5 separate regions of the Mus musculus genome follow, and regions 1, 2, 3 and 5 are each linked to region 4. A link is a contact called in public Hi-C and HiChIP or PLAC-seq data. All regions are on one chromosome and are shown on one strand. The core of a region is the stretch at or near the end of the contact, and the rest is flanking DNA. Distances in the headings are between cores, read along the strand shown.

Region 1 (2,700 bases), core at 171-2,670, 350 kb after region 4:
AGCTAAAGACCTAAGGTACATACAACAGTCGGATGTGAAAGGTACCATAAAGACATTTCACCCTCCAGATGCTGTATTTAATACAAAGTGCGATCCGACGCTCTAACCTAATGCTCAAAGTCTTTTTCTCTATGGAAGTGTATGAAAGCGGCTTGGGTGAATTTTCTTGCAGCTGTCCGTTACTGCTTTTTGCTTGAGAATTAGAAAGAAATGTGTTTATTTTGTATGGATCAGTGGGCACCTTTAATGGCAAGAAGCTTGCTGTGACAAAGGACCGGGTCTCCTGTGAGGTTTGTATTCAGGCTGTGCTTCTGGAAGGACTTGAGTTGACCTAAAGTCACACATTCCTATGTAAAGAAAAGCTGTTCTAAGACATTACAATTTGTTGGGGGTGGGGTAGGATGGAAAAACAAACGAGCCCGGATAATGATGTGACCGCAAATGGAGGTCCAGTTTAAGGCTGCGTCCCAGCTACCATGGTAAAGAGAGAAATTCAAGGTTATATAATTTTTAATATAAAGGCAAAATTCGTTATATCTTAGGGAACTTCACCTTCTATGATTTTGTAGAAGGAAATGTTCTATAAAGAAACATAAAATGATCCTGAGAAAATAATGAAACTGATATGGAAATAGAGGCCTGTTCTGTGCAGTAAGAGCCGTGATCCCATATTATTTGGAAGCTTATAGGGGTCTTGAATGAGACCTTCCGGCCCACGTGAGTGGACAGGGTCCTGAGTGAGGCCTTAAGTCCCGCCCACGTGATGGACAGTTGAAGTCCCGCCCACGTGATGGACAGTTGAAGTCCCGCCCACGTGATGGACAGTTGAAGGGTTTTCTAGAACTCGATTGACTTGTTTAACTGTCAAAATTATAAATCTAGCAATTGTGTTCAAAGGAGTGGTTTATTGAGCCCATTTTTATATTTCATGGAAACTTTTAAAATAGTTCCCTTAATCATAAGCATGTAGCAGAATAAAAACTCAATATAAAACTTAATAACATAGCTAAATTGCAAGTAGTTTTATAATCTTTTTCTTTTGAGATAGGTGTGCAGGTGACGTTTTCCTTTGTCATTTGAAACTTCGGGTTTGTGTTTTCATGGGAGAAATTGGCTTTTCCATTAGTTATGAAATTGGGGGGGAATGTGATGGCTGGGACTTTGGGTGCTGGCCCTGTTCTGGTGACTTGCGGCCACCGTCTGGTGCATGTCACCCACTGGTGAGATGTGAATTCAGTCTCTCATGAACCTCTAGACTCGGGCTCACTGTCAGGTGTGAGCTTCTGAGAACAGGAGGCCTGTCTGTCTGTCTGTCTGTCCAGCACTTCCTGAGGAGGGACTTGCTGGCCTGACTCCTCTGTCTCCACCCCAGGAGAGGTCAGGGGAAGCAGCTTGGGCCTCCAGGTAGACTTTAGTCACAGCTCTTGACCCTGTAAAGAGAGGGTCTGGGTGCCTGCCAAGGAGCCAGCAGGGACAAAGGACAGCAGCCCTGATGTGAAACTGTCTCTCCTTCTCCTGGGTAGGAAGCTTGGGCTGCCTCTCAGGTCCATGAAAGGGGTGACTCTGCCGTTCCTGCTTCTATAAGAAACTAACTCTTAGGCTTATAACTAGTCAGCAGAAAGTGAGTTCACGCTACATTGTGTTTATTCCTGCAGACAGTAATATAATAATTGATCTGTCTTTGTTTGTGGCCTACCTTCATTATCTTGTTCCTAACTTCAAGTAGAAGAAAATCATATATATAAAACTTTTCAGGATGACATTAACTCCAGCAAGAGTCTCCTGAATTTCCACAACCACACTTGTCCAGAACTTGGTGAGTTTTCAACTCTGAGATCTTGATCAGCTGTGTTACTGCTGGGCAGCCTTACTCATTTGCAGTGTTTTTAAGAAGCTCACAACTTACACATCTGTGATTGGTGGTTGTAAGAAAAGCCGGGGCGGGGCGGGGGGGGGGGGGCGGCAGGCAGGTGTCCTTCCAAGCTCAGTGCAGGAGGACGTGGGCCCAGCTCCTGTGAAACAGTCATAAGCATTCAGTTTAGCAGTCATGGGGGTGGTTTTGCAAGTCCTCTGAACAAACATGCAGACCCTTAGTCACTCCTACTCTGTCTGAGAAAACCATGGTGGAAGAAACTATTTGCATTTTCTCCTGGGAGCAAGGAAGAAGCAAGAAGTCTGTGTCATGCTATTGAGGTTCCTTCCTGTTTACTTTTGGTTTTACTCCCAGCATCCCCTGGTGTTGCTTGACTAAGGCAAGTCTTCCCCCAGGAATATGAGACCGTGGTACAGTCCGCTTCATAACGTTCCTGGGTATTTTTATAATTTATCATCAGCTGACACTGCCTGGGTAGAATATTCTTACCACTCCCTCTGGCTGCTGGAAGTCTGAAATTACATCTTTGTCTTTGAAGTCAGGCATACTGTTAGCGTTGCCATGGTGACAGGGTGGGTAATGGCCTAGGCAGACAGGAGATTGGTGCTTAGCATTTAAACGCTGCTGTACACAAGGCCTTGCTTTTTAGAGCTGTTACTGAAGTCTACCCTTTTAGTAAATGTTTAAAAATTACATTTTTACATGGTCTTACTAGATTAATAGTCATGGTTTATTTCGTTTTAACTGCAAGGATAAAAGCATTATTCCGTTAAATGGGTAGCTTCCCCCTCTCTTTTGGTTTATGCATTATTAACACGGGCTTCTCC
Region 2 (2,700 bases), core at 63-2,562, 330 kb after region 4:
TTAGTAGTTAACCTCTACATTTTGGAGTGTACTGGATTATAATTTGATAATACTGTATTTCCATGTTTAACATTTTCAAAAGATTTTATTTCTTTTTAGAATGAGGATCAAAAGGGAAATCCAATCAGAGACTGAGTAATGACATAGTAATGTCTGCTTGAACACTTAATTTCCTTCAGAAAGGTGGGAGAGGGTGGGTTCCTGCCTGGACTCTGTAGGCTGGAGCACTGGAGTGTGCTCTGGGCTGGAGTGTCTCCCAGGCCTCCCATGAGCATCTGCTTTGTAGAGTGCTGGGTCTGTTGGAAAAGTGGGGAGAGCCTGAGGAGGGGCACAGTCATCAAAGCCCTTGTATTTTATGGCCTTCTCTTCTCTTGATGCTTATATGCTGAGGCGAGAAAATTGGGGTTCCCCCATTTTTCTTTTCACTACTTTTAGCAGTTTTCATTTGAATTTAAAGTGCTCATTTTAGTATGTTAGAGTTTGAAAAGGAGACTCAATTTAGAGACAAATAAGTGACTGATTCAGTAGTTCCAGTTTCAGGATCCCAGTACCCTCTTTGAGGCTATAACTCATTATAGAGACCCATTGCCCTCTCTCTGCTGGCCTCCATGGCTACCAGGCAAAACAGACAAGCATGTATGTAGGCAAAACACCGCACACAGAAAAGTAACGAACAAACTAAAAGTTCTTCCTTCTCAGTCATTTTGATGAAAGACAGTTCTGTAGAGTAGCAAGCTGTGCATGTATTGTTTCAGTTGAAGCAAATTCATAAATGCTCACAACAGCACCATTACTGGGCTTTCCTAGTGTAGGTTATGGTCCCCACCACCACAACCACCACACATACTAAAGGGGATAACAACAGGACTAACTCATTTGCAGACTGATTTTCCCCCAAAACTTGGAGTATGAGGTGGGGACTCTGTTCATTCTCTGGATTAACTTGGTGAAAGCAGTAGGAGGCAGAGAGTCCGTTGGACAGGCGACAGTAAGGATTCATAAAACGCAGAGGGAGGGAAGGGCCATTGACATGAGAACTGTTGACAGCGGGGGATTTACTTAGCAAGTTCTCTATCCCAGCTGTAGTCTGTGGAGGACTTTAGTGTCAGTCTTTAGCTCTACTAGAAATCAGAGTGTACATCCAAGTTTGAGAGCCTCTCCTGTACACAGCTAACTGGTGCCTTCCAGTCATGGAACACAGTTCCGGTACGGTAATCTGTTCCTGTAACACTGGGACGCCACACTGAGGCAATGCCTGGAGTTCGGATTGACTGCAGCTGTGCTTTAATCTAATGGGCTCCCCGTCTCTCTCATTGCTATTTATACTGTGGAGACACATTGTGCTCCAGAGATGGGCAGATGGTCAAGCCTAGAGGCCATCGGTGACAGTCTTTCCCTTTGCTTCCAGATCTGGTGTTTAGAGCACAGATTGTTGGACACCCACTCTTGGAGGTTCTGATTCAATAATTTGGGGCATGACCTAATAATTTTCCTATCTGTAAAATTCCCCAGTGAGAACCCTCCTTGGGAACCACTGTAGACTACCCTAGATTTTGAAGTAACTTGTTAAATTCCCGGACCACAGGATGGGAATTCTGACAGTTCTGATGTAGCAAGGACCTCAGGACTCTGGACTTGACTATTTTACTAGTTGCCAAGTATGTTGGATATATCCTTGCTTCACAACAGTGATTCTCATATTTAATTAAATGTAATTCATGGTAAATCTCACATTGCTAGACATTTCTCCTTTTACCCAAGTAGAAATTTAGTTCTTTTAACTATAGGAACCCTTAGACAGAATATGAACACACACACACACACACAGAGAGACAGAGACAGAGAGAGAGAGAGAGAGAGAGAGAGAGAGAGAGAGAGAGAGAGAGAGAGAAAACAATCCTTAAGCAAGCTAGACTTTCTGTTAATTCTTACAAGTGATGTATATGGCCTAGCTTCCACAGATCAGTAAAGATGAGGGTGCCTGGATCCAAGTTCTCTTCAGTGTGATTTTTTTTTTTAAAAAACCCTCTCACATTCTTTTCTTTTCTCCTCCTCCTCATCATCTTCCCCCCTCTCTCTCCCTCCCCCTCCCCTTACCCCCTCTTCCCTCCCCTCCCCCTTCTCCTCCTCTTTCTAATCCTCCTCCTTCTTGTTCAGCCTTGGCTGCTTTCGAACACATTGTGTAGCATGGTCTCTTAAGTCAGCAGAGCCCCCCTGCCTCTGCCTCTTGGATGCTGAAATTGAAGGTGTATGCTACATGCCCAATGTCTCTTGCACCCTTAACACACAAGCCACAGTGAGGGAGGAGCCTACAGGCCAGCCTTCACAGGCTCCCTTCCAACATTCCTTTAAAGGGCCCAGTTATTATCACACGCCTGGTAAACACTCACCAGGATCTGTTTTGTGTCTTAATTTGGAGAGATTTTGGTGTGAGGAGACCCAGCAGTACAAGACTTTTTCTCTTGCTTCTTCTTCTTGGTCCTCTGTCTAGTTTCCTTCAGTTCCTCAGTCTTACTCAGGAACACAGTCTACCTCATCTGAGAATCTCTTTCATAGTAGGCTGGCCTGGCTGGTTCGAGGGCAACCTCCACATCCTTTCTCACCAGCTGGCCTCATAATTTTTGTAATGTTTCTCTTACTGGAATCTGGGGCTCACAGATTAGGCCGTGCTGACTGCCAGGGACACTCTGGGAGCCACCT
Region 3 (2,700 bases), core at 53-2,552, 490 kb before region 4:
TTAAAGAAACGGAAAGGGATGGCAACTACAGAATCTGTGGAAAGCAGCCAGAAGGGGTGGCTCTGGCTGCCCATCTGTTATGGAAAACTAATTCTGTGCCAAGAACCATGCTGAACCTTTTTTTATGTGTATCTGATCTCATATTTCACCAGTGATAGCACATAGATATTATTTTTATTTTTTATTTTATTTTTTGCAAAAGAGCTAGGGGAAGTAGAGAAACTTGTGTCTGTCACACAGATGCACTAGGTAGTAGCAGATAGCTAATCTCTGGCTGGTTCCCAGGCACAGGCTTATGACACCCATGCCTTGGAACCATGCTCAAGCACTGGCTTGTTGACCAATCCTGACTTTAGGTTGACAGTCGTGAGGCAGTATTACACTGTGTTAGTGAGGCACTGAAACCAGCCATGTGGAACTTGGTGTGTGGTTCCCAGGGACAGCTGAACCCCAAAGTCAGAAGAGGAACAAGCAGTCAACTCAGGCATGCTCAATAGACATTAGTGTTGCTTCTGGAACCAGAAGGCTCAGGTTGGCAATTGGGCTATCATTAATACCAGGACTCTGGGTTCAGCACAAAGGAAGAGGCCAGCCAGGATGAGACAGCTCTAGAAGGAAGCAGAGCTGCTGCTGAGGATGTCAGGCACACAGAGAGATGTGGGGAAAGGCATCCTGGCCTCCACCATGCTGCCCAAGCTTCCTTGAGCCCCACCCATCGCTCAAACCTTCCCAAGGCACTGCAGTGAGCTTTGTTTCATCTCATTTCAGTCTGATACTACCTCTGTCCTCAGAGTCCATGTCAGGAAGTCATGACAAAGTGACCCTTGCTGGTCACAGAAACTTCTAGATTTGGACTGATAGAAAACTGTCCCTAATGAATTTTGCTCTCTATGGAGGTGCTTGTGAGAGACAAATTCATTTTTTTTCTTTCTCTTAGATTTATCATTCTATACCAACATAATCCATGACCTTTTAAGTGGAAGACAGTATTGCCCATGACTAACTATATCTGCCTCCTTGCTTTGTAGAAGACAATAATGGTTGTAGCCTATCTGAGCAGCCAGTGGGTCTCAGAACAGAACTAGTTACTCTCCTGTGTGTGGTTTGGGTGTGATGTCTCCCATGTCTGCCACAGGCTCCCACTAGCTCCTGTGTTTGAGCACTTGGCTCCCAGCTGCTGGTGTCATTTTGGGAAGGCTGTGAAATCTTTAGAAGTTGAAGCCTGGGTTATAGAAGCAGGCTCCCAAGTGCCAAGCCTTGAGGGCAATAGCTCCACCCTGTTTCCATCTCATCTCCAGTTTCTGTCCACTGCGGTCATGTGGCCAGCTGTTAAACCTCCAACCACTACAGACCAATCAGCTCTAGCTACCACGGCTTCCAGCATGATGCCTTCTAAATTGCCCACCCCCCCTCTCTCTGAAGAGGATTGGGGTTTTTCTTTACTTTTCTTTTTTCTTTTTTGCTACAGCACTGAGAAAAACTAATATTATTATTCCGATAAAGGAAAGAAGATTTTACTGCTTAGGCAAATACTCTACATTAGCTTCTGTATTTCTTTCTGTGATCTGCACCTCTCCCAGCACGTAGCACAATATCTTCCTGAGGGATGTGGTCAACGGAAATAATGGGAGGAGTTTATTGTCACCCTCCATGGCCAAAGGTGATTATTATAGCCAGCACTTACTGTTGTCTGCATTAGCAGCTAAACATGGGGAATGTTAGCGATCAGTAGATCTTGAACTTATTGTTAATTATCAGGTACCATTGTAACATCAATGGCTTTGCCTGCTTTTGGTTCAGTCCTTTCATAAGCTCAGCTGAAAATGCAGCAGACAAAAGTCTTTAATGTAAATTTCCTGGGAACCCGTGTCTACTCAGCATTTTCCTTTGTTCCGGTTGTGCCCCGTCACCTGCTGCTTCAGCAGTGAGTCCCTGTGCCTTTGATCAGAGCACTGATGGGACTTTCATAACACTTGATATTTATAATCAGAGAGCTGCATGCGGGTTATTGTCACATATTCACAAACGTGCCTCTCCTTCCACTGAGAAGGAGAATATGCCCCCTGATAACAATAAAAGTGACAGAGGTACTCAGTGGAAGAAGTGGGGTTTAGAGGGGACCACCTTGGATTTAAGTGTCTGGAACATTGCCTGGGATGATGGACACAGCCTGGTATCTGCTGAGGAGCACAATGAAGTGAGAACACATGAAATACAGGCAAACTTTTATCTACTACAGAGAAAGAACCTCCTGGGAAAATACAGGCCTGCTAGGAAATGGTGCGGGCATGAAAGGTGATTTATGTTTCCTGCAGGCAGTTCTGAACTAATTCCCAGAATGGCATGAAGGGATTGCCAATTTGAACAGAAGACAAACTGTGCTCTCTGTCCATTTGAAACCATATCACCTACAAGGGTAATACAAATGGCTGGTTTTGGTTGTTTTTTTAAGTCACTTACTTCTAAGGAGATCCAAGGGCTTCCCACCCATGAGTTCATTTACTAGCATGCTGGGAACACTGTTCCCCCATGTGCAAGAGAAGTGCTACTTCCCTAGGTAGAAGAGAGTGACAGCATTCCTCTGTTCCCCCTCACTCTGCTTAACCCTCTCTACACAAGCCAATCTCTCTCTCTCTCTCTCTCTCTCTCTATATATATATATATATATATATATATATATATATATATATATATATATAT
Region 4 (2,700 bases), core at 80-2,579:
CCTGTACATGTGGCCAAAGCTGTTATAAGAAAAGGTTGTAACACAGACACACAGAAAAGAGGCCACGTGAGGACACAGTCTATCTACAAGCAAAGGACTAAAAGCAACCCTGCCAACACTTTGACCTCAGCCTGCCAGACTCCAGAATGCTGTGAAATTCCTGTGAAGGTGCCAAGTGTTTGTAGCTGCCTGATTGGCCCCTATAGTATACAGCAATTTCTGTTCCCTCCCATCCATGAAGACTCAGAATGAGTGACGAGAAAGGACATCCCTGATGTTGTCCGGGCGACTGTCCACCCATCAGGACAGTACCACTGGGATGGTATAGTAGTTGGGCACATACAGCATACAGAGAGCCCCAAAGAGAAACAGTGATTGAAATGATTGGCTGGGCATAGCTCAGTGGATAGAGTGCTTGCCTAGCCTGTAGAATGCCCTGTGTTCTATCCCTGGCACTCTATAAACCAGGCATGGAGGTATGCCCTGGTAATCTCAGGCCTCAAGGAGGAAAGAGGACAGCAAGATCTTCCTCAGCTGCACAGTGAGTTCATGGCTAGCCTGGAACATTAAAAAAAAATGAGACCCTGTTCTTAAAAAAAGAAAAAGAGAAGGAAAAAGAAGAGGAAGAGGAGGAAGAGGAGAAAGAGGAGAAGGAGAGAGAGGAGGAGAAGTAGGAGGAAGAAGAGAAAGAGGAAGAGGGGGAAGAGGAGGAGGAAGAAAAAGAAGAGAAAGAAAATCATTTTATTTTCACAAAGTTATTCTTACAGTGTTTGCTGCAAAATTACATTTTTTAATTTTTATTATATATATATATATATATATATATATATATATATATAAGCTTTTAAGCTCTACAGCCTCTTAGATAAACAAGCCAACACTTACGAAATATAAATAGGGAAGATCCAACAACTAAAAATAAGCTCTCTCCTCTTAGCACAGCCCTAGGGCCCTGTGGATCCTCTTGCAAGGCTGGCCTCAGCTGCCACCTGCTTCTGTCCCCAGGGTGCTGGGCTCGCAGGCAAGGTGTCATGTATCCCCACCCTGACTCTGAGCTAGCTCTCCTGGCACCCAGGGCCTGCCTCCTGATCCTGCAGAGAACTCCAACTCACAGAGCAAGGGGGTGGCGGGCATACACTAGGGTCCTGCCTCTCCACAAGAGCTGTGCACAGCAAGTTACATGACACACACCACTCTAATCAGAAGCAAACCAGAATACAAGCCAGCAGGGAGAGCACCTTCCAGAACTCCATGCCTCTCTATGAGGCTGCATAAGCTGCGGGCAAGCAGGAGATTCCATGAAGGAAGTGTCTAAGAAAAGTGGCTTGCGTGCCCAGCACTGAGTCATCCTGCAAGTATGCTGGGCTGTCCTAGAGATGCCTGTTCTCCCTGCCCTGCTCTCTGCTCTCCTTGACACACACACACACACACACACACACACACACACACACACCTGTCCTCTTTACCCACCCTCCTCGCCCCGCCCTTCTCACCCCTCCCTCCTTGCCCCGCCCTCCTTCAGCTGTGGGTATTTATGTATAATCAGAGAAATCTCTTTCCTTAAACCACAGAGTCTGATAGCCACTGTGTCTAGCACTTTCCATCCCGACAGCACGCCCCATCTCACCTCAACACCTCTCGATCCTCGTGCATCTCTGGACATTCAGCACACAGAATGGGGTTCCCAGACGCCCCGAGAAGGGACCGGGAGAGCATGGCTGGATTTCACCCTCATTCAAAGCCATCTCAGCCCTTTAAATGTATATTTCTCACTTGATCCCACTTCTTCACACTTGTGTTAGGATATGATTTAACATGAAATGTGAAATACTTGCTTGGTGACACTCGGGTTCGGTCTGCACACTGATTGCATGGTGCTATTCCCCACAGAGAGCTGGAACTTCAAGACTGGAGCGAAGGAGAAGTGCCTTGCTCCCCGGGGAGCTCAGGCTGCATAAAACCTACTCAGGAGGAGAAAGTGGGGTACACAGCAGGCAAGCAGCCAGAGTCAACTGCCTCCCCACCCCCAGGAGCCCTGTGCTCCTGACTCTTGCGATCCCACAGAAAGCACTGAGGAGCTTAGGCAGGAGACCAAGCTTTCCCACTCTCTTCTGCAGGGGACAGGGTGTCATGTACTCTTTCCCAGACATCTCTTGGATTTGGGGGGGGAACTTTGGGGGCTTGTTGTTGTTGTTGTTGTTTGTTTGTTTGTTTGTTTTTTCTGTCAGGCAGCTGTCACTTGGCTGGGAAGATGGCTCAAAAGATAAGGTGCTTGGTATGCAAACATGAGGACTTAAGTTCAAATCCCCAGAATCCATGAAAAGCCAAGTGTGGAAGTGCTTGTGTGTTATCCCAATGTTACTGTGGGGAGACAGAAGGAAGAGGTGGGAGGAATCCTGCAACAACAGAGAAGAAGATGAGGACCACACCTGGGATTATCCAGACTGTCCTCTGACACCCACACACATGCTAAAGTAAGTGCCTGTGCATGAGCACACACACACACACACAAACACACATGCACATACAAACACACACACATATAAACACATGTACATACAACCACACATGCACATACAAGCACATACAAACACACATGCACATGCAAGCACATACAAACACACATACAAACACACACACACATACAAACACACACATGAACACACACACACATGCACACATACAGACAGACATACATAT
Region 5 (2,700 bases), core at 145-2,644, 310 kb before region 4:
GCAAGCATGCATGCTCACACACAAACACACATGCCCACCACACTCACTCAGTTTGAAAGGAGGATTCACATTCAAGCTCCAAGTCTGGAAAATACGGTGTAAGGTGATTGGTTGCACACCATGCCTAAGGTCAAAAATGTACAAATAATCTATTCCCTACCCCTTCACATTGACCTCATTCTGCTTTGGTTTTCTTATTCTCTTTCCTAGACAGGATTGCCAGCTCCCTGTATGGTGGCATTTGCAGTGAGGCCCGTGAAGCCATCAGTGTAAATCAGTGTCCTCATAAGAAAAACCAGAGAGAGGCAGGGTCTTTCTCGAGGTTTTGTGGGTTCACGTGAAGATGTCTACACACTAGGAAGGGAGACGTCGGTATGTGCCTGGTCTATTAACTCCTTGCCACTGGCTTTTAGTCTACTGAGTGAGGAATGAGTGTTTCCTGTTGAAGCTACAAGCTACGGTATTCTGTTAGAGCAGCCCACGCTGACTGACACTTTCCCTTAGCTGGGTTTTGTCTATTTCTGGCACTCTAGATTAGTGGAACAATGGAATTATAGGACTGAAGGGCACAGAAATATTTTTACACATCACCTTGTCTGGCTCTCTCATTTCAAAGACCAGGACTTCACTGTGGGCACATCACATGGCTGTGTAAGCTCAAGAAGACACTTGGGAAACAAAAATGGGAAAATAATGATGAGTTCCCATGTGTATGGTTGTCATCCAAGTGATGCTATGCCTTACTTGGCTGTTAGGAAGATAACATTATCAAGGAAATCAAGTAAGGAAAGACAGGCAAATAAGCAAATAAGCAATTCTATAACACGGACACCTATAGCCATCTGATGCAGAGCCTCCTGCCCTCTTGGACTCTTCACCTAGTGAGTCTCACTACCTCATTTATGCACAGGGTCCTGGAGGTCCCACAACAGGATGTTGCCTAAGACAGTCTCTAGCAGTGCTTCTGCTGAGCAAATCCTGGCCTCCTTGTTTCAGCTTGCACTTCTGACTGTGATTGTGGTGCCTGACTTACCGTCCCCAGTCTTGAAGGATCCTGGCTGCTACACTATGCTCCATGATCAAGCATGGCTGCCCTTCCTCTTCCGGTATCACTCATCTACTGGATACCACACCATCTACATTTACATGTTCCCTAGAGGCTGTCATCAAAAACCACTATCCTGCGATGCAGTTTTTCTCACCGTGAAGAAGAGTGGAGTCCTATCCTTTTCGAGGAAAATGGATACAATGGAAGATAATCATATTAGGCAGATTAAGTCACCCCAGAAAGTCAAATGCCACATGTTATCTCTCATTTTTGGAGTCCTGGACTTTACAGATATAAATCATGTATTGACATGATACATAAAACTGCACAGATGACTTGAAAGTAAAAGTGAAACTGGACTCAAAAGGGGCTCATGGGACGAGGGAGGAGGAGGGAGAGAAAGGGAGCATAAAGGGAAATATGTTCAAAGTTGATTACAAACATGCATGTCAAAGGCATTATATAGCCCTGTGTAGTAATAACAATAAAATCACAAATCATATTAGGTCACCTGCTCCCCGACTTTGATGTCTATTGACATGGTAAAATGCCCTGACAAAAGGGAACTTCACAGAGAAAGGGTTCATTTCATCTTACAATCCCAAGTGTCAGTCACGGCAGGGAAATCATGGCAGCGAGAGCTTGAGACAGTTGATCAAGTCACATTCATGGTCAAGAGCGTGAAGAAATGGATTCATGCCTGCTTGCTTGTGGTTAGCTTGATGTCTCCACTCATACACTGCAAACCCTTTGCCTAGGGAATGAATGGTGTTGCCCACCGTGCTCTTGGCACACTCTTCCCTCCTTGGAGGCTATAGGTAAAAGAGCTGCATACGTCACACTGCAAATATAACTCAAACTGGTTTTCTTTAAGGGAGAAAAGGTCCTTAAATTTAAACAATGAGCATCCTACTGTGGCCAGAAAATAGCACTATCTATTGACTGTATCAATTTATTCATGAATCTCAGTAAGAGCAGTAAATGTACCAAAAACCTAGTTTAAGTGTGATTTTTGAAATATTATTGAGTAATAAAATTGATCTCTAGATTTCCAAGAACCCAAGGTAAAAAGAAAAATAGATGAGTTACATAACTCTCCATGATTATCCACTTAATAAAGTACCACCATGCCTCATCTCACAGTCTACAGCTTATTGTCATGTGAGGAAAAGTATTGATTGCCTAATTCTCTAAATAGTGAACACCATTAAAAGAATGAGGCTGCCTGGAGCCGTATCTGGGCAGTGCCCACCGAGCTACCCCCTGGAAAAGTTTTACATCATAATCAGGAACCTAACTGATCTTACTTTGTCCTAAGAAAAGCACAAGAAAACAAAGAACATTGCTAAGAGAAGTGCTCAGATCCTGCTGTTCTCAGCATAAGTGAAGCCCCCTCTGGTGGGCCTCACTTTTCTAAGCTGACCATGCAGATAGTTAACCCACCTCATCCTATCTGTCAGAGCTGTAGCTATAGACTGTCTTCAGTATTTACTCATTTTTTTCTCTCTTGGACACAGAGGGAATCATTTTAGCCCATAACCAGTCCCCCAAAATCAACTGTTTGGAGCCTATGACTGGACTGAAGAAATCTGAGCACTCTCCCAGTGCAGGCCACTGTAGAGGCACTGTGGTCAGTATATGCCAACCCCAGA

Evidence for each region. HiChIP or PLAC-seq counts read pairs in DNA pulled down with a chosen protein or histone mark. Hi-C and Micro-C count contacts between places; a contact is called where the count stands out from the background.
Region 1: a FOXA1 HiChIP or PLAC-seq map of pancreatic cancer cells shows a contact between it and region 4. The contact joins two enhancer-like sites. A contact is called at or near these places in 1 of 484 Hi-C or Micro-C datasets (psoas muscle) and 1 of 115 datasets of contacts at active chromatin or transcription factors (pancreatic cancer cells).
Region 2: an H3K27ac HiChIP or PLAC-seq map of heart atrium shows a contact between it and region 4, with 4 times the contacts expected there. The contact joins two enhancer-like sites. A contact is called at or near these places in 1 of 484 Hi-C or Micro-C datasets (the HL-1 cell line) and 1 of 115 datasets of contacts at active chromatin or transcription factors (heart atrium).
Region 3: a Hi-C map of myocytes shows a contact between it and region 4, with 3 times the contacts expected there. The contact joins two enhancer-like sites. A contact is called at or near these places in 1 of 15 datasets of contacts at CTCF or cohesin (large pre-B cells) and 3 of 484 Hi-C or Micro-C datasets (B cells, large pre-B cells and myocytes).
Region 5: a RAD21 HiChIP or PLAC-seq map of pro-B cells shows a contact between it and region 4, with 4 times the contacts expected there. The contact joins two enhancer-like sites. A contact is called at or near these places in 1 of 15 datasets of contacts at CTCF or cohesin (pro-B cells) and 1 of 484 Hi-C or Micro-C datasets (cumulus cells).

The regions. Positions count from the first base shown.
Region 1 is chr17:5,136,696-5,139,395 of GRCm38.p6, forward strand. The region is part of intron 4 of Arid1b (AT rich interactive domain 1B (SWI-like)); the gene reads left to right. Among named protein-coding and RNA genes, the nearest start is that of Gm34854, 86 kb to the right of the region's middle. Within about 2 kb of position 1,421, at least 239 of the 459 cell types and tissues checked have an H3K27ac peak or open chromatin away from gene starts, as enhancers often do. A contact at or near this core is called in pancreatic cancer cells, where this site is marked.
Region 2 is chr17:5,114,874-5,117,573 of GRCm38.p6, forward strand. All of the region lies in intron 3 of Arid1b (AT rich interactive domain 1B (SWI-like)), which reads left to right. Among named protein-coding and RNA genes, the nearest start is that of Gm34854, 110 kb to the right of the region's middle. Within about 2 kb of position 1,313, at least 18 of the 459 cell types and tissues checked have an H3K27ac peak or open chromatin away from gene starts, as enhancers often do. A contact at or near this core is called in heart atrium, where this site is marked.
Region 3 is chr17:4,296,984-4,299,683 of GRCm38.p6, forward strand. No RefSeq gene overlaps it. Among named protein-coding and RNA genes, the nearest start is that of Gm41516, 110 kb to the left of the region's middle. Within about 2 kb of position 1,303, at least 21 of the 459 cell types and tissues checked have an H3K27ac peak or open chromatin away from gene starts, as enhancers often do. A contact at or near this core is called in myocytes, where this site is marked.
Region 4 is chr17:4,784,337-4,787,036 of GRCm38.p6, forward strand. No RefSeq gene overlaps it. Among named protein-coding and RNA genes, the nearest start is that of Gm34371, 9.0 kb to the right of the region's middle. Within about 2 kb of position 1,330, at least 76 of the 459 cell types and tissues checked have an H3K27ac peak or open chromatin away from gene starts, as enhancers often do. A contact at or near this core is called in heart atrium, myocytes, pancreatic cancer cells and 1 more, where this site is marked.
Region 5 is chr17:4,474,932-4,477,631 of GRCm38.p6, forward strand. No RefSeq gene overlaps it. Among named protein-coding and RNA genes, the nearest start is that of Gm34259, 140 kb to the right of the region's middle. Within about 2 kb of position 1,395, at least 12 of the 459 cell types and tissues checked have an H3K27ac peak or open chromatin away from gene starts, as enhancers often do. A contact at or near this core is called in pro-B cells, where this site is marked.